2 separate regions of the Ovis aries genome follow, and region 2 is linked to region 1. A link is a contact called in public Hi-C data. All regions are on one chromosome and are shown on one strand. The core of a region is the stretch at or near the end of the contact, and the rest is flanking DNA. Distances in the headings are between cores, read along the strand shown. Region 1 overlaps CTCFL (CCCTC-binding factor like). Region 2 holds the start of RBM38 (RNA binding motif protein 38).

Region 1 (7,946 bases), core at 3,332-5,831:
TTGACTTAAATTTGCTGTCTTTTGTTATGTGTGAGTGACGGTTCTAAAAAATGTTTTCTTCGCCCGATGAGAAGGTGGAAAAACTGAAACCCTTGTGCATTGTTGGTGAGCATGTAAAATGGTGCAGATGCCAGATGCTGTGGAAACAGTATGGTGGGCCCTCAAAAAACTAAAAATAGAATTACCACGTGATTCAGCAGTTTTGGGGATAGACCCAAAAGAATTGAAGCAGGGGATTGAAGAGATACTCGTATACCTGTGTTTATGGAAGCACTATTCACCATAGCCAGAACGTGGAAGTAACACAGGTGTCCATGGATAGATGAATGGATAAATCAAATGTGGTCTATCTGTACAGTGGAATATCATTCAGCCTTAAAAAGGAAGGAAAATTTGACACCTGCTACAAGGTGGATGAACCTTGAAGATATTATTCTTAGTGATATAAGCCAGTGATAAAAGGGCAAATACTGTTTGATTTCACTCGTGTGAGATTCCTGCTGCTGCTGCTAAGTCACTTCAGTCGTGTCCAACTCTGTGCCACCCCATAGATGGCAGCCCACCAGGCTCCCCCATCCCTGGGGTTCTTCAGGCAAGAACACTGCAGTGGGTTGCCATTTCCTTCTCCAATGCGTGAAAGTGAAGTCGTTCAGTCATGTCCAACTCTTAGCGACCCCATGGACTACAGCCTACCAGGCTCCTCCGTCCATGGGATTTTCCAGGCAAGAGTGACTGGAGTGGGGTGCCATTGCCTTAGAGGAGTCAAATTCACAGAGACAGAAAGTAAGACGGTTTGCAGGGGCTAGGGGGAGGGGGCAGGGGAGTTATTGTCTAATGGGGACAGTTTCAGTTTGGGAAGACAAAATAGGTTTTAGAAATTGGTTGCAAAGTGAAGGTAATGAACCCTACTGAACTCCACACTTAAAATGGTTAAGATGCTAAATTTCGTATCATCTATTTAACTAAAAGGTCTATTTTTTTATTAAAAAAAAAACAAAAATAGAAGAAATGTGTTTGATAATGGTTGCCGGGGGTAAGGATGGGAGGAAGGGATAGTTGGGAGTTTGGGATTGACATGTACACACTTCTATGTTTAAAATGGATAACCAACAAGGGCCTGCTATATAGCACAGGGAACTCTGCTCAGAGTTATGTGGCAGCCTAGATAGGAGGGGAGTTTGGGGAGAATAGATACATGTATATGTATGGCTGAGTCCCTTTGCTATCCACCTGAAACTATCACAGCACTGTTACTCGGCTATGCTCCAATATAAAATAAAAGAGTTTAAAAAGAAACCCTTTTGAAAAATGTAAGTCCAGTTGGTATGCAGACACCATCAAAAACTTCCTGGAAACAGTCTTTTTTGTAGGTTATTTGCAGATTTTTGAACATGTACCACCTGGGTGAGCTATTCGGTAGAATTAAGTTCCGATGCCTGGCTTAGATTCTGTTATGTGCCCAGATTCCCACCAGCTTTGAAATTTCTCAAAGGAAAAATCCCCAAAGCCTGTGGCAGGAGCAATGCACATGTGCCCACAAGAGGGCGATAGTTTCTTCCTTTTCAAACATGGAGCTGGACTCCAGTCCTTGGAAATGGTTAACAAACAAGTTACAAAAAAGTCTTGGCGAGGCGTTTGATCACTTTCGTACCACACAGAAAGATGAATAAAAAGCTGTGTGTCTTTTAATAGTAACAGGAGGGTTTCTGGCCCATTGCTCCTTGAGACAGGGGCCTTTCCCAGACCTGGAAGAGAAGATACCTCGTGGGCTCAGAGTCAGGATGCCTGGAGAGAGACCGCCTTCAACACACTTCTGCTTCAAATAGTTGTGAGATCCAGCAGGAAATTATTCTGGAATGCACGTCTCTTGCACAATTTACTGTCTCTGTTTGGAGGCAAGGATGTTCAAACTGCAGCACTGTTTGACAACAGTTTTATTATATAAATGATGCTTTTTAAACGCACCAGAGGCTTGTCTGATGCCTCTGTTGTTTGAGGTCAGTCTCTGGCGGCTCAGTGGTAAAGAACCTGCCTCCTAAGGCAGGAGACACAGTAGACTTGGGTTCGATCCCTGGGTCAGGAAGATACCCTGGAGAAGGAAATGGTAGCCCGCTCCAGTATTCTTGCCTGGAGAATCCCATGGACAGAGGGGCCTGGTAGGCTACGGTTTGTGAGGTCTCAAAGAGTCAGACACAGCTGAGCGACTACACAACAAACGGCAACAGCTGCAAGAGTTGGTACCACAAGGGGGTCAACCCTGATGGAACACAAGCGGTTTGTATTGGAAAGTTCAACAGCCTTATGAGAATGGCAGGAGTTTCTTATTTCCCAGGCATTATTTCCAGGACAGTAAGTCCCCTACATACAAACCTGGGAACTTTCAAAGATGTGAACCTGCATTCACACGTCCAGTCATGTAAGTCAGCTCGCGTGTCTGGGGGTACTTTGTCATATACCCCATGTACCCTTTACAAGTGATTGGGTTTTGTGTACATTGCTGTACAGTACTGTATAGAGTACAGTAGTTTAGTATCTTTATTTCGAGTCTAGGATGTCTGCTTAGTGTTAGTCTCTCAGTCATGTCTGACTCTTTGAGACCCCATGGACTGTAGCCCGCCAGCCTCCTCTGTCCACGGAATTCTCCAGGCAAGAATACTGGAGTGGGTTCATTTTCTCCTCCAGGGGATCTTCCCAACCCAGGTCTCCTGCATTGCAGGCAGATTCTTTACCGTCTAAGCCACCAGAGAAGCCCAGGATGTCTGGAAGAAAGGGGAAAAGCAGTAGTGATGTAGCTGGTACTACTGCACTTTTCAAGGTACTGTACTGTAAGATTTAACGTGTTTTTTTTAATGTATTATTTCTGTGGTACGTATTAGAAACCTATTATAATATAGTACTATATAGCTGATTGCATTAGTTGGGTATCTAAACTAACTTTGCTGGACTTATGAACATGCTCTCAGAATAGAACTCGTTCGTCAGTAGGAGACTTACTGTATAAATGTTATGCTTTTGGCTGACCTTTGATAATCTCACTGAATAGTCCCTGGAAATGTATCCTTTACAGCAATCAGTCCTTTTAGCGGGCAGTTAAGGGCTTAACAGCATTGAACTTAAACACGTTCATTGAAAAGGCTTAGGACCTTTGGCTTCTCAAACCAACTGTTTCTACATTTCCCCATCTTTATTTGCACTTTACTTTTAGTGGAGTGTAACAGATAAAACAGATCTTAAGAGGCAACCTCGTTCCGGGTGTGACTTAAGTAGCTTTTGTATCATTTCCAAGGCATGGCTATGATTATAAGCCTTGTTTCCATAAATCATTGTCTTTTATAGTAAGCACAATTCAGGATGTCGAAAGACACATGTGCTTGTTTTTCTGAGCAGTTGCAGATTAAGTGCTGTACGGGATGCTCACCGTGCTTGCTGAGACCAAAAAATCCAGTAAAGGAAAAAAAAAAAAACAACTCTTTATTGAGCCCCAGTGGCTAGGAGCCAGTCACAGGAGACGAGATAGGGTGGCTGCAAATAGCTGTCATGGTAGAATACTGCCCTGCGTAGCAGCCAAATGGTTGAGCTGGAACGTGATGTCATTTCCTGTTAATGAAGGGTGACAGTTTGTAGACGAGTCCAGAGGTCGCTGATTAAAAGACTCATCCTCATAATTATTATAATTACATCCCAGTGCCTGAACTACCAACATCAGGAAGGTAATAACAGAAAGCAGGGCATTAGACAATGAATTGCTCTAAGTCCATCAGCTTCGGTCACTAATTCGATGGGAAAAGCTGTGTTTAATCTTTTCTGAGGGTAGTCCTTTCACTTAATGACCATCTGAAACCTAAACATGAATCTGTTTGTAGCGAGAAGCCCGTCTAGTATTTCAAAGCATGAGAACCGCTTCACCCTAAAAATGAGAGTAGCCGGTTGATGGCATTGGAATCATCAGTGAACGCTGACAAAACAATTCTAAATGGGATTCTAGGATTTTTCTACGACATAAGAGTATTTTGTCAGTTAAAGAATTTGCCTTAAGCGGAAAAAAATAAAAACCTTTCATGACACAGGCATGCCTGAGTTTGCTGCTGGTGTAGCAAGATTTAAATACAGCTGCCCCAGGCATCAAAAATCAATTTTAAATGGAATACAGGAACAGTTAGGCTTTTTCCATCCTGGCCGCCGAGTGTTGTTATCAAGCCTGTTGCCAACTCCCTAAATAAAGAAGCTAATATTTGAAAGTAGGAGTCTTTCAGAGAAGCGGAAGTTGAGTTTTATTAGCAGACATGCCCAACTTAGCAGTGAAATCTCTGGAATGATTTTAACCGGGAAGAGCCCTGGAGGCCAAAATGTCACCTGGTGTGATGGTCTCCCTAGAAGTGGCCACAGTTGCTGGCACTCTTTTTTCAACTTTGTGTGCCTGGATTTTAGGATGTAATCCAGAAGCTGTTCATAATATAGTGAACCCAATTGAATTCCCTCGGAAGCCCCAGCACAAAATGAAAGTCCTGTTTTCAGGGCTTGGGAAGAGCAGACGCGGTCACAAGCAGCAGGGGGAGCCCGGCGCCTCGGCTGGAAGAGCTGGAGGGGTGGAAAAGGGGGTGTCCTCGGGAACAGGCGGAGTGACCAGAGCTGCAGGCACACAGTGAGGACGGCTGGACGGTCCCGCCTGGACTGGAGCCTGTGTCTGCAGGCGACACCCCAGTTCTCTGGGGGTGCTTCTGCTCAGCAGGCAGCCTGTCTGTGCAGAGGGCCTGGGTCCCGCTCAGAACAGCGTCACCTGTCACTTGGGGGGGGGGTGTGCTTCTCGCTGCTCTGGTCACCTGGTCCCCCACTGGCCAGCGTGGGTCCCCTCCTCGAGTGCCACCGCACAACATACTTGTCACTTGATCCTGTCCTAGGGGCAGGAGTGGAGTCCCTGCTCCTTCAAGGCCCTCAGCCACAGAGTTCAGAAATCTCTCTGGGCACTGGGACTGTCCAGGGGCTTGCGAAAATCACAGACTCCCGGACGGGACACCCCAGCACACGAAGTGAACGGCTCTGAGTGACGCCCGAGAACTGGCATTTTCCACTGACAGTGCTGTGGCTGAGCCAGCTCGGCATCATCTGCCCTCCAGGCTGTGCTCATTCCATGCTTTCACCGATGTTGGAAAAACTGAAGATGCTTTCAGTACCAGGATCTGAGGGATTTGCTCTGTATGGTTCTACCCCCCAAAGGGCACCTCGGCAGCCCTCTGGTGACCTGGCAACGGCTTTTGCCCTCCTGGGAACGGAAGGAGACAGAGCTCTGGAAGCAACAGGTGACCTGGGTTCTGGAGTCTGCTGGGCCTCTTCCATGGTTCGGCACTGAGGTCCCACACTCAGGTGGCCTGGGACATCTGTTTTGTGGTGGCAGAGCATAAGAGGAGGGAGACAGCAATAAGATTCAGGGTCTGCCAACCGCACAGCAGTTTCTACCAGGCTGACGGTAGACATGCCATGTAGAGAATGGACATTTGAAAATGCATTGGTCCAACTGCATTTGCCCTGTGTCGGGATAATAACACAGACCCATTTCAGAATAAGAAGAGCTGGATCTTCTTAAAAATTATCCTTACCCTGTATTGCAACAGGATATATAACATCAGGATGGATGGATGGGTGGGTAGGAACAGATAGATACTTGCTCACATTCTTTTAAAATTTTGATGTTAAACAATTTCTTGAAGGGACCTCCATGGTGGTCCTGTGGTTAAGACTCTGCACTTCCACTGGAGGGACATGGGTTCTATCTCTCGTCAGGGATCTAAGATGCCACACCCTTCATGGTATGGCAAAAATAAATAAATAAGGAAAAATAAACTTAAGTATGCATCTTTTAAAAAAAAAAACAAAATTTCATGAAGAATCAGAAATTAGTCATGGAAATATGGAGCCTTCAAACATTGGCCAAATGGAAATTAGTTTACTAATCACAACTTTTTATCTACATGATATGGATAATAGAATTCTCAGTGCTATTTTCCAACACTACATTTTTTTACATATTTTTTTTATTTTTGAGGTACAACTTACAAATAGTAAAAGTTCCCCTTTTAAGTGCACAATTCTGAGTTTTGACAAGAGAATGGTCGTGTAAACACACCCCAAACCCCACAGTGCTCCTTTGTTGCTACGCTGCTCCTGGCCCACAGCAATACTAGTTTCTTTCTGCCCCGACAATCACCATTTCCAGAACGTCCTATAGATGGAATCACATGTCTCTAATCAAATACACTACATTTTTGAGTCTGGCTTCTTTCATTCAAGGTAACGACTTTGAGAGTTAGCCTTACTGTTTCCTAGATTATTTGTTAATTTATCTTTATTATGGGGTAATATTCCATTGTATGGCTATTCCAAAATTTGCTTTTCTATCCACCAGGTCAAGGACATTTGAGTTGTTCCCACTTTGGGTAGATTATGAATAAAGCTATTATAAAACATTTGTGTACAGGTTTTGTGCAAATCTGTATTCTCATTTCTCCTGAGGTGAGATCTCTGGGTCATAAGACAGATGTTTGTTTGCCTTGGTAAGAAACTACCAAACCAGTTCTCAAAGTGGACGCACCTGTATTCCCACCAGTAAGCGGTCAAGTCACCCCACATCCTGGCCATCACTTGGTATTATCGGGGTTTGTTTGGTTTTGTTTTAAGCTCTCCTAGTAGGTATAGTGTTATCTTACTGTGGTTTTGGTTTGTACTTTACTAATAACTCGTGAGTCTGAAAACCTTTCCAAAGACTTATTTGCCATCTACGTATCTTCTCTAATGAAATATCTGGTCAAATCTTTTAAGCATCTTTTCAATTAGTTTGAGAGTTTATAGATTCTGAACACAGATTCTTTATCAGATATACGCTTTGCAAGTATTTTCTCTCTGTCTTCTCTTTTCATTCTCTTAATAGTGTTTTTCAAAGAGCAGATTTTTCTTTTAATTGGATGGTGTCTAATTTATCCTTTTCTTGGGACGAATCACTCTCTTAGTGTCTTGGCTAAGACATCTTTGCATAATACAGGGTTACAAAGATTTTTTTTCCCTAAGTTCAGTTCCGAAGCTTTGTAATTTTATGCTTCGCATGGGAGTCATGGATCTATTTTGAGTCAAATTTTGTTTATGATACAAGGTGTGGATCAAGGTTTCTTTTTCCACACGTGGATGACCAATTGTTCCAGCACCATTTGTTGAAAAAACTATCCTTTGTCCATTGAATTCCCTTTGCAGCTGTGTTGCAAGTAAATTGGCCACACATGTGGGATCTATTTCTGGATTCCACTCTGTTCCACTGATCCAGGCTTTCCTCAGTACCACACTGTCTTGATTACTGTAGCTTTATAGTAAGCATCGAAATCAGAGAATGGGAGTCTTCCAAAGCTCTTCCTCTTTCCCCAAATTGTTTCGGTTATTCTAGATCTGCTGCCTCTCCATGTAAATTTACAAACCAACTTGTTGATTTGCACCAACGATGTACAAATTCCTACATTTTGTTGGACAAAACTACATTTCGGAAGGGACGATTTTACAGACTTGTTTGGGAAGAACCTATCATTTGAACAATATTGCGTCTTCTGAATCCCATGAACAGAGGAGTCTGGCAGGCTATAGTCCCCGGGGTTGCAAAGAGTCAGACACGACTGAGCCACTAAGCGAGGACGCACTGATTCATGAACACAGTCTATCGCTCCACTTGTTTAGGTTTTCAATTTCATTTATCATTGTTTTATAAATTCAGTGTACAGATCTTGCACAGATGTTGGAATTTATCCTCAGCTTTTGGTGAGATTTTTCTCTTTTTTTGGGTACTATTGTAAATCGTGCTGTTTTTAGAATTTCAACTTCCTACTGTTCATCGCTAGTACAGAGAAATACTGCTGAGTTTTATATATTGACCTTGTATCCTGCAACCTTACTAAACTCACTTATTATTCATT
Region 2 (7,946 bases), core at 2,091-4,590, 85 kb after region 1:
GCGGAAAGCCACGGAGGCATTTTAAGCAGAGGAGAGCTGCGTGTGCTCAAAGCTCACACCCGGATCTCAGTGCTAGCTCCTGTCCCAGCCCCTGCCCCAGGAAACAGAACCAGGACTGTGAAAAGTGAGGAACGCCCTCCCCGTGTGGCCTGAACCCAAACAGGAAGAACCTGGGTGACAGCAGGAAGATGGGGGTGTCCCCAAACACCTTCAAAGACGCCTACAGACATAGATGAAGCAGATCCCAGAGTGGGAAGGAAACCAGAGCCCCCTGCTCCCGGCTGCCCTCCAGGCTTCCTCCCAGGAGGACACACAAGGCACTGGGCTCACACACAGTCTCTGACCCACAACGGGGAGGCACTGGACAGCCGCAGAGACTGCCTGTCAGGGCAAGGAGACTCGAATCATGGCCAACCTGCCCAGGCCACCAAAGCCCAGCTCCCAACCTGCTCCAAAGCCTGGTCCACAACACCCCAGTGAGCCAGGTGAGCAATCAAATCAAGTCTCTGGGGCAGATACACACACACACATACTTGTAACTTTCAACACAAAACACAGGGCCTGGAATCTGATCTCTGATAAGCTTAAGAAGTTCTACCATCCTAAAAGGGGCTGCCTGTTCTATAAATGGCCCCCCAACACAAACCCCCCATAGTAATCAGCACATTCCCCACACCAGGGCACAGCCGACATCAATCACGGGGCTGAGAAGTCGGCCAGTACGGCAGGCTCCTTTGCGCATCTGAAGTCTGTGTCCTTTCCCAAACAGCTGCCAAGCCTTATTAGATGCTTTAAAAAACAAAAGAGAAGGCCCTTTTGGGTGGAGGAGGGTGGGACACGCTACTCCAAAGCACTTAGACAAAAGGCCCACAGGCTGAGCCCACTTGGGCGGAGACATCTGGCCCTAATCCCAGCTCACCTGCTGCAGCCTCACAAACACTGGACCGGTTGGCAGTGACCTGCTGCCGCCATCTGTTGGGCACTGGAGCAGGTCAGAGAGGCGCCCTCAGAAGAGCCTGGCCCAGCTCCTGGTCGGCAAACACTTCCAGCATGCTCACCTACCTTCCTGGCCTCCACCCACAGAACTCAGAAGGGCTATCACTATCCCATTTTACAGGTGAGGAACCTGAGGCACACAACCAATAAGGGGAAGCCAGGACCTGAATTCAAGCCCTCCGGCTCCAGAGTGCATGTTCCCCGTCTCTCTTCAGTGTGGCCTTCGCCGGGGGCAGAGAAATGCAATCTGCCTTCTCTCCCAGCTGAACCCCTCCCACTCCCACAACATGATCACGCTTCTGAAAGACTGGAGCAAGTGACGGGTCTCAGATAGAGAAAGGGAGCTGCAGACAGTGCCACCAATGCAGGGGGGTCAGCGGTCCTGGGGTGAGAGGCTCCCTCAGACCGAAGGCCACCTGCACGGGGAGACCCAGGAAGCCCACAGTGCCCTGACCTAGTCTCCAAGGGCTGTGCGCCCCCCAGCCCCAGCCGACCACGTCCACTCACCCGTAAGTCCGCTGGATCAAAGTAGGGGGCACCTGCTGCACGCTGATGGCAAAGCCTAAAATGAGAGACCAGTTAGGGAGGGGCCCAGCCTCACCAAGGGAAGACCCCTACAGCCCTCCACCTCTAATCTAAAGGGGTAAACAGCTTCCTCTCCCCTCCTGGACACCTCCACCTGAACCCCAGAACTCCCAGCAAACGGGGGCCCACAGAGCTGAGGGGCAGCAGCCGCTGGGCTAGCGTCCTCCCGAGCTCCAGCTCTGGGACCCACTTCCTCCCTCCGGTGAGGACAGCTGACAAGCGGGTGACCTGCCCTCCTCGCCCTGTCCCACTGGCACATGCTGCTGGAGGAAGGGGTTCGACTTCCGAGCTGGGAGCTGGGGGATGACTGCCCTGTGACGGCTCTCTTGGAGCACATGACAGCCGACTGCTACTCCTGGAGCAGGGCAGGGTGAGGGGGGGCCGCCTCTTCCACCCCGCAGATACCAAGGCTGAATATAGCAACCAGAAGCACAGGAAAGCAGGGACTCTCACCCGTCTGGAGGCTGCGCGGCTTGGCACCCAGATAGGCCAAGTTCACGTTCGCCTTGCGACCATCGATGTTGGGGTTAGGGTCTTTGCAAGCCCTCTCTGCGGCTGCCCGGTCGGCCATGGTCACCTGGAAGAGCACAGAGGCATCAGGGGCTTCCCCAGAAGGTGGGGGAAGCAGAGAGTGGGCTCTAGAGCCCAGGCACCCCGGCATTCACTTCTCCTGACTCCAGGTGCCCGCTACCCAAGGCATCCGCCCAGCCCCCGTCCAGCCTAGGGCCCCCACCCCAAAGCTGCCCTTGGACCCCAGCTCCTCCCTCCGAGTTCAAGCGCTAAGAAACGCGGCCTTGAAGGGCAAAAACAATCCCCGGGGACGACAGCGAAACCCGAAGGGAGGGAGGGGTCCTGGCCTGGCCTACCCGGCCCGTGGGGACCACCAGTTTCCTCACGGGAGGGGTTTGGGGACACCCTAGTTAGAAAAGGAGTAAGAGAAGTGTCTTCAGGCCGACTCTTCAACCGACTCAGGTTGTTTGGGGTGTCTGGGAGTTGCTGGAAAATAAAACACGGGTTGCTCAAAGGCTCCTAGGTGCCCCAGGGTGAAGCCCTGTTCCTCGCTCGCCTGTTGCTCCAGGAAGTGCCGAAAAGTAGCCGGCTGTCCCCAAAACCTCTCCACAAACTTAGAAGAGTTCTAATTGAACAGAGCGGCTCTCCCTTTTAAAGCCGGCGTGGCGTGGGGGCAGGGAGACGGGGTCAGGACCGGCTGCAGCCCGAGAACGGTCAGCAGGTGCCGAGCCGGCGGGAGGCGCCCGGGGCTGGCGTGCGCCCGCCGCTTGACTCAGCGCCCCGGCCGCGATAAGTGCGGGGCGGGAGCGTCCGGCCGCGGGGCCACTTACGAAGCCGTATCCGCGAGACTTGCCCGTCTGGCGGTCGGTGATGACCACGGCCTCCTCGATGTCCCCGAAGCCCTCGAAGTACTTCCTGAGCGAGGCGTCGGTGGTATGGTAGGGCAGGCCGCCCACGAAAATCTTGGTGAACGTGGTGTCCTTCTGCGAGCCGTGCATGGCGCCGGGGGCGGCCGGGGGCCGCGAGAAGCCCGCGCTCGGGGCGCACGGCGCGGGCTGCAGCAGCATGGGGGGCGCCCCGCCGCCTACGGACCCGGGCCGCGTGGGGCTGCGCTCATTGAGGGCGGTGGGGGGGCGAGCGGGGCAGCAGGGGCGCCGGTCTAGCCGCCAGGCCCGTCCACGCGCGGGCCGCTCCCGCCGTGCGCGCCTCACTGCGCTGCGCTGCGCTCCAGCCGGCGTTGCGGGCACCCTGCGCCTCAGCGCCTGCCCCGCGGGCTTTGTAGTCGGCCCCGCCCTGGCCCCGCCCCCGGCCCGCCCAGGCCCCTCCCTATAAAGCCGGCCCCGCCCCCAGCCTCAGCCCCGCCCCGCCCCGGGCGCGCGAGGAGCGCCGGGAAGCGTAGTCCAGGTCCTGCCCCACCGCGTCCCACGTGCGGTGGGGAAGCACTTGGAGCAGGGCGCGCACTTGCGGAGGGGGAACATCCGGGTTTTCTAGGGCACCTGTTCCGTGCTCGCTGGGTTCCAGGCCCCTCTCCTCGTATAGATCACAATCTAGCGAACCAGATGTACACGATTCAGATCGTGTTTAGTGAGTCGGCGTTTCTCCCAGTGCTGCCTCCAGTACAACAACGTATTGAAGGTGAAATGATTTTTGTCTTTACGCGCAGGTGCTAAGTAGTTTCAGTAGTGTCCCAGTCTTTGTGACCGCCACGGACTATACCCTGCCAGGTTCCTCTGTCCTTGGAATTCTCTAGGCAAGAATACTGGAGTGGGTTGCCATGCCCTCCTCCAGGAGATCTTTTCAATCCACAGACTGTACCCTCATCTCTTATGTCTTCTGCACCGGCAGGCAGGTTCTTTACCACTAGAGCCACCTGGGAAGCCCCGTTTGTTGAGAATGTATGTGTGTATGCGTGCATGCGTGTGTGTGTGTCTGTGGTCTATATACATGAATATAATTAGTTCGAGGAATTTTAGAGTGTGGGTGTGTGATCTATATACACGAATATAATTGATTCGAGGAATATTTATTAGGGTGTGGGGGATGCAGAAATGCACAGAACACACTCTAGCCCCACCAAGCCGCTATGAACAAGACAAATAAACGGGTTCAGTTCAGTTGCTCAGTCGTGTCCGACTCTTTGCAACCCCATCGACTGCAGCATGCTGGGCTTCCCTGTCCATCACCAACTCCCAGAACTTGCTCAAACTCATGTCCATTGAGTCGGTGATGCCATCCAACCATCTCATCCTGTGTCGTCCCCTTTTCCTCCTGCCTTTGCTCTTTCCCAGCATCAGTCTTTTCCAATGAGTCAGTTCTTTGCATCAGATAGCCAAAGTACTGGAGTTTCAGCTTCAGCATCAGTCCTCCCAAGGAATATTCAGGACTGATTTCCTTCAGGCTTGACTGGTTCGATCTCCTTGCAGCCCAAGGGACTCTCAAGAGTCTTCTCCAACACCACAGTTCAAAAGCATCAATTCTTTGGCACTCAGCTTTCTTTATAGTCCCAACTCTCTCCCATCCATACGTGACTTACTGGAAAAACTATAGCTTTGACTAGACAGGCCTTTGTCAGCAAAGTAATGTCTCTGATTTTTAACTATACAATATATTACCCATTAGGAAATAAATCAGGGCACTGCCATCCAGGAATGGCCAGAGTGGTCCCTGAAGCCCCTCTGATAAAGTGACTGGGCAGGGGAAGTAATTCTGGCCTCATCAGAAGTCCATCTCGGGGCTCGGGATTCATCCCTCTGTTGGCAACATCTGGGGGGAAGCAAACAGAAAGGGCAGTGCCATTCTCTTTGTCCCTTCCCCAACCATAGGGCCCACCGCTGGGACTCTGTAGCAAGACCTGCTTCAGAATTGTCAAGGCCGCTTGTTCAAAGTTACTAGGAACTTCCTGTCTGACCAGAGCACTGAACCCAAGGCCCCAGCACCAGCATCCCCCAGCAGTGAGTCACACAGCTACGCAGAGCCAGGCCCTGAGGGTCTCAAACCCTCCGTATGTCCAGGCACCAGCATCGTGATGTCCTGTGCAGTGGACATTAAGCCATCAGCCACTGTAGCCACCTGACTACACCCTGAGGGGATTCAGGTTGGGCGGGGGGAGTGCCCCGGGGACAGGATACTGATCCTAGATGGTTAAGGTGCACATCAAAGGAATGATTTCTAGGAGCCCAGACTCTTGCATCTTTGCATGCATACAAATGTGCTAAATTCATTAACTTGTCTGGTTTTTCTTTAATTCACAAGAATCCTTTGATGTTCGACTTTGGGGTTTTTGTTACAAAAACTCCCTGTATCCTGGCCCCTCCTTTACCACTTAGCAACGCTCTCTCACACTTAGGAGCACTCCCTCTGGGCTATCCTAGAGACTGCTTCCAGGGTCTGAGTCTGCATAAAGCCCACTGAATAAAATACAATCCTCAGCTTCTAGCTGTGCACCTTTTTTTAAGTTGACACTGCTCAAAGTGGGGTTGAGGGGCACAGGAAGGCAGGCGAGGTGTTTAACTAGTCTTGCGATTATCCAGTACATTCTCTGTCAGGCTATATTTGACCCCAGGCCCAGACCAGCTGTGCCCGAAGCCCCCGACTCCTTAATCCCACTCTCCCCCAGGCACCCACTGTTCTAATCCTTGCTTCCCACAAGAGGCCCGCTTCAGGCCCCTGACGCTGGGAATGGAGCCCTGAGTCTTCACGGAGTCCCCTGGGGACACACTTTTCTGACTCCCCTTATTTCTCGTCTTGTCCTCGGTGTTTCCTCCAGCTCCCCAGGCCCACTCCTGCCTCAGGGCTGTGTCACACCACCTGCCCTTTAGCCTGCTCTTATCCCTTCATTGCACTTTTCACCTCCCCAAACCCTGGTCCCCTATTCGCGGATTTAAGTTCTCTCTCGCCCCTGCGAGGTGGGACCTTGGATGTTTTCCTCAAACTGTACGGTCTGGCAAGCAGAAGTCCCCGAGGAAAGGTTTGTTGAGTGAATGAATGCATGGTAGAAGGAAAGAGCAGAGGAGAGCTCTCCACTAGAGAAAGGACTCTCAGCGCGCCCTTGCAAAACTTTGCTAAAGTGTCATCTACACTTGATGGGCCAGGGAAGGCGGCCATCTTGCAGCCGCGCGATCTTGGACACGTTGGATGCCTTCAGCCGGCCTCAGTTTCCCCTTCCGTGATTGGGCCTCTAGGCGGCGGGAGCAGAGCGCGGGGGGCCAAGCCTACAAGTCCTACAAGTCCCAGCACCGCCCGGGCCGGTCCCGCCCCGCCCACTCCGCGCCCCTACCGACCGAGCAGCAGCGCGGGGAGGGGCGCCGCAGGGAGTGAGGCTGCGCCCTGGGCGGCCGGCGTCTGCTGAGCACGTGCTGACGCCGCGGCATCTGTAGGGTTCAGACCCCGGGTGGTCGGCCGCCCTGGGCGGGAATACGGGGTTAGAAAGGCAGAGCGCGCAGGACCCGTGCCCGACGTTTTCTGCCCGTGTCCGGCAGGATCGCTGCGAGCCCCTAGCGCTCCCGCCCTGCCCGGAAGAGGGCATGGGACATCTTTTTCTTTAAAATTCGGATGCCCAGCCATGGTTCATTCAGTTTTTATCCTCCGGTCCCTAGGTTTCTGCGTCACCAATCTCTCCGCCCGTCGAGTGGCCCCATGTCCCCACGTGTCACCCCCTTCTCCCAACACGTACTTATTAATGATCTGTTAGGTGCCGGGCAGGGTTCTAGATCCCAGGAAGACTGCAAGCAGTAAACCAATAACGTCCCCCACTTCCTCCACCCGCACACAAGTCCAAGCTTACGTTTTAGAGAGAAAGTGAATGAATGAATACTGTATTTACTTGTCGGTAAATTTTTCTAGGCAGGTGCTGGGACAAGGGCAAAGAAGAGTGACAGGTGTTCTCTAGAAGCAAGTTAGGACTCTCGGGGATTGATGAAAGCCAGAGCCATCGGCGCACAGGGCACAGGTGACGGAATGTGAAAAGTCAGAGCAGGAGGAGATCCAGGCGCCATCACTGATGCAGTAACCTCTGAGTGCTGGGCACTTGCATGTGGCTAATCCTCCCACACCACTAACAATAATAAAGGTCAATTGTTTTAATGCCTGTTGGGGTTTGGTCCTGAACTGGGTAATTAACATATTAGAAAGTGTGAAAGTGAACGTGTTAGTTGCTCAATCATGTCTGACTTTGCAATTCCATGGACTTATAGCCTTCCAGGCTCCTCTGCCCATGGGATTTCCCAGGCATATTGAGGATACTGGAGTGGGTTGCCATTCCCTTCTCCAGGGGATCTTCCCTACCCAATGCAGGGTCTCCTGCATTGCAGGCAGAATTTTTACCATGATTTAACCTCCAAACACCCTTTGTCGCAGGGAGGAAACTGAGGCACTGAGTGACTTCCCCAACACCACCCAGAGCAGCAAATGGCTGGCCATTCCATGATCCTGTTTTTGTCTCCTCACAGCCTTTAGAGAAGGCCTTTAATTTTTATTTATTTATTTATGCCTTTGCTGGTCTGCGTTGCTGCAAAGGCTTTCTTTAGCTGTGGCAAGCAGGGACTTCTCTCTAGTTGTGATGTGCTGGCTTCTCATTGCAGCCACCTGGACTGAGGTGGTGGTCCTGGACTCAGGCCCTTCCTCTAGAAATGTTGGCCCTAGTCTGAGGCCATGCCTGGGTGTGGGTATTTGCTGTGGGTTGGATTGTGTCCCCTAAGAATACATTCAAGTCGCTGGTACTCATGAATGTGCCCTTATTTGGAAATAGGATTTTTGTACTATCATCCACTTAGGACGATGTCATATTGGAATTGTATGGGGATTTATCCAATGACTGTTGTGCTTATAAGAAGGCTATATGAAAACTCAGACAAACA

The links. A called contact is a pair of places that touch in the nucleus more often than the background predicts.
Region 2: a contact with region 1 is called in a Hi-C map of hypothalamus, with 5 times the contacts expected there. The contact joins the promoter of RBM38 here to the enhancer-like site in region 1. A contact is called at or near these places in 11 of 16 Hi-C or Micro-C datasets (blood, hypothalamus, liver and 6 more).

The regions. Positions count from the first base shown.
Region 1 is chr13:58,345,105-58,353,050 of ARS-UI_Ramb_v3.0, forward strand. It overlaps CTCFL (CCCTC-binding factor like), which reads left to right. Exons shown (of 10, transcript XM_060396980.1): 10 at 1-10. Among named protein-coding and RNA genes, the nearest start is that of CTCFL, 29 kb to the left of the region's middle. Within about 2 kb of position 4,582, at least 15 of the 54 cell types and tissues checked have an H3K27ac peak or open chromatin away from gene starts, as enhancers often do. A contact at or near this core is called in hypothalamus, where this site is marked.
Region 2 is chr13:58,431,682-58,439,627 of ARS-UI_Ramb_v3.0, forward strand. It overlaps RBM38 (RNA binding motif protein 38), which reads right to left and starts at 3,341. Exons shown (of 4, transcript XM_060396987.1): 1 at 2,922-3,341; 2 at 2,035-2,158; 3 at 1,504-1,558. The coding sequence starts at 3,158.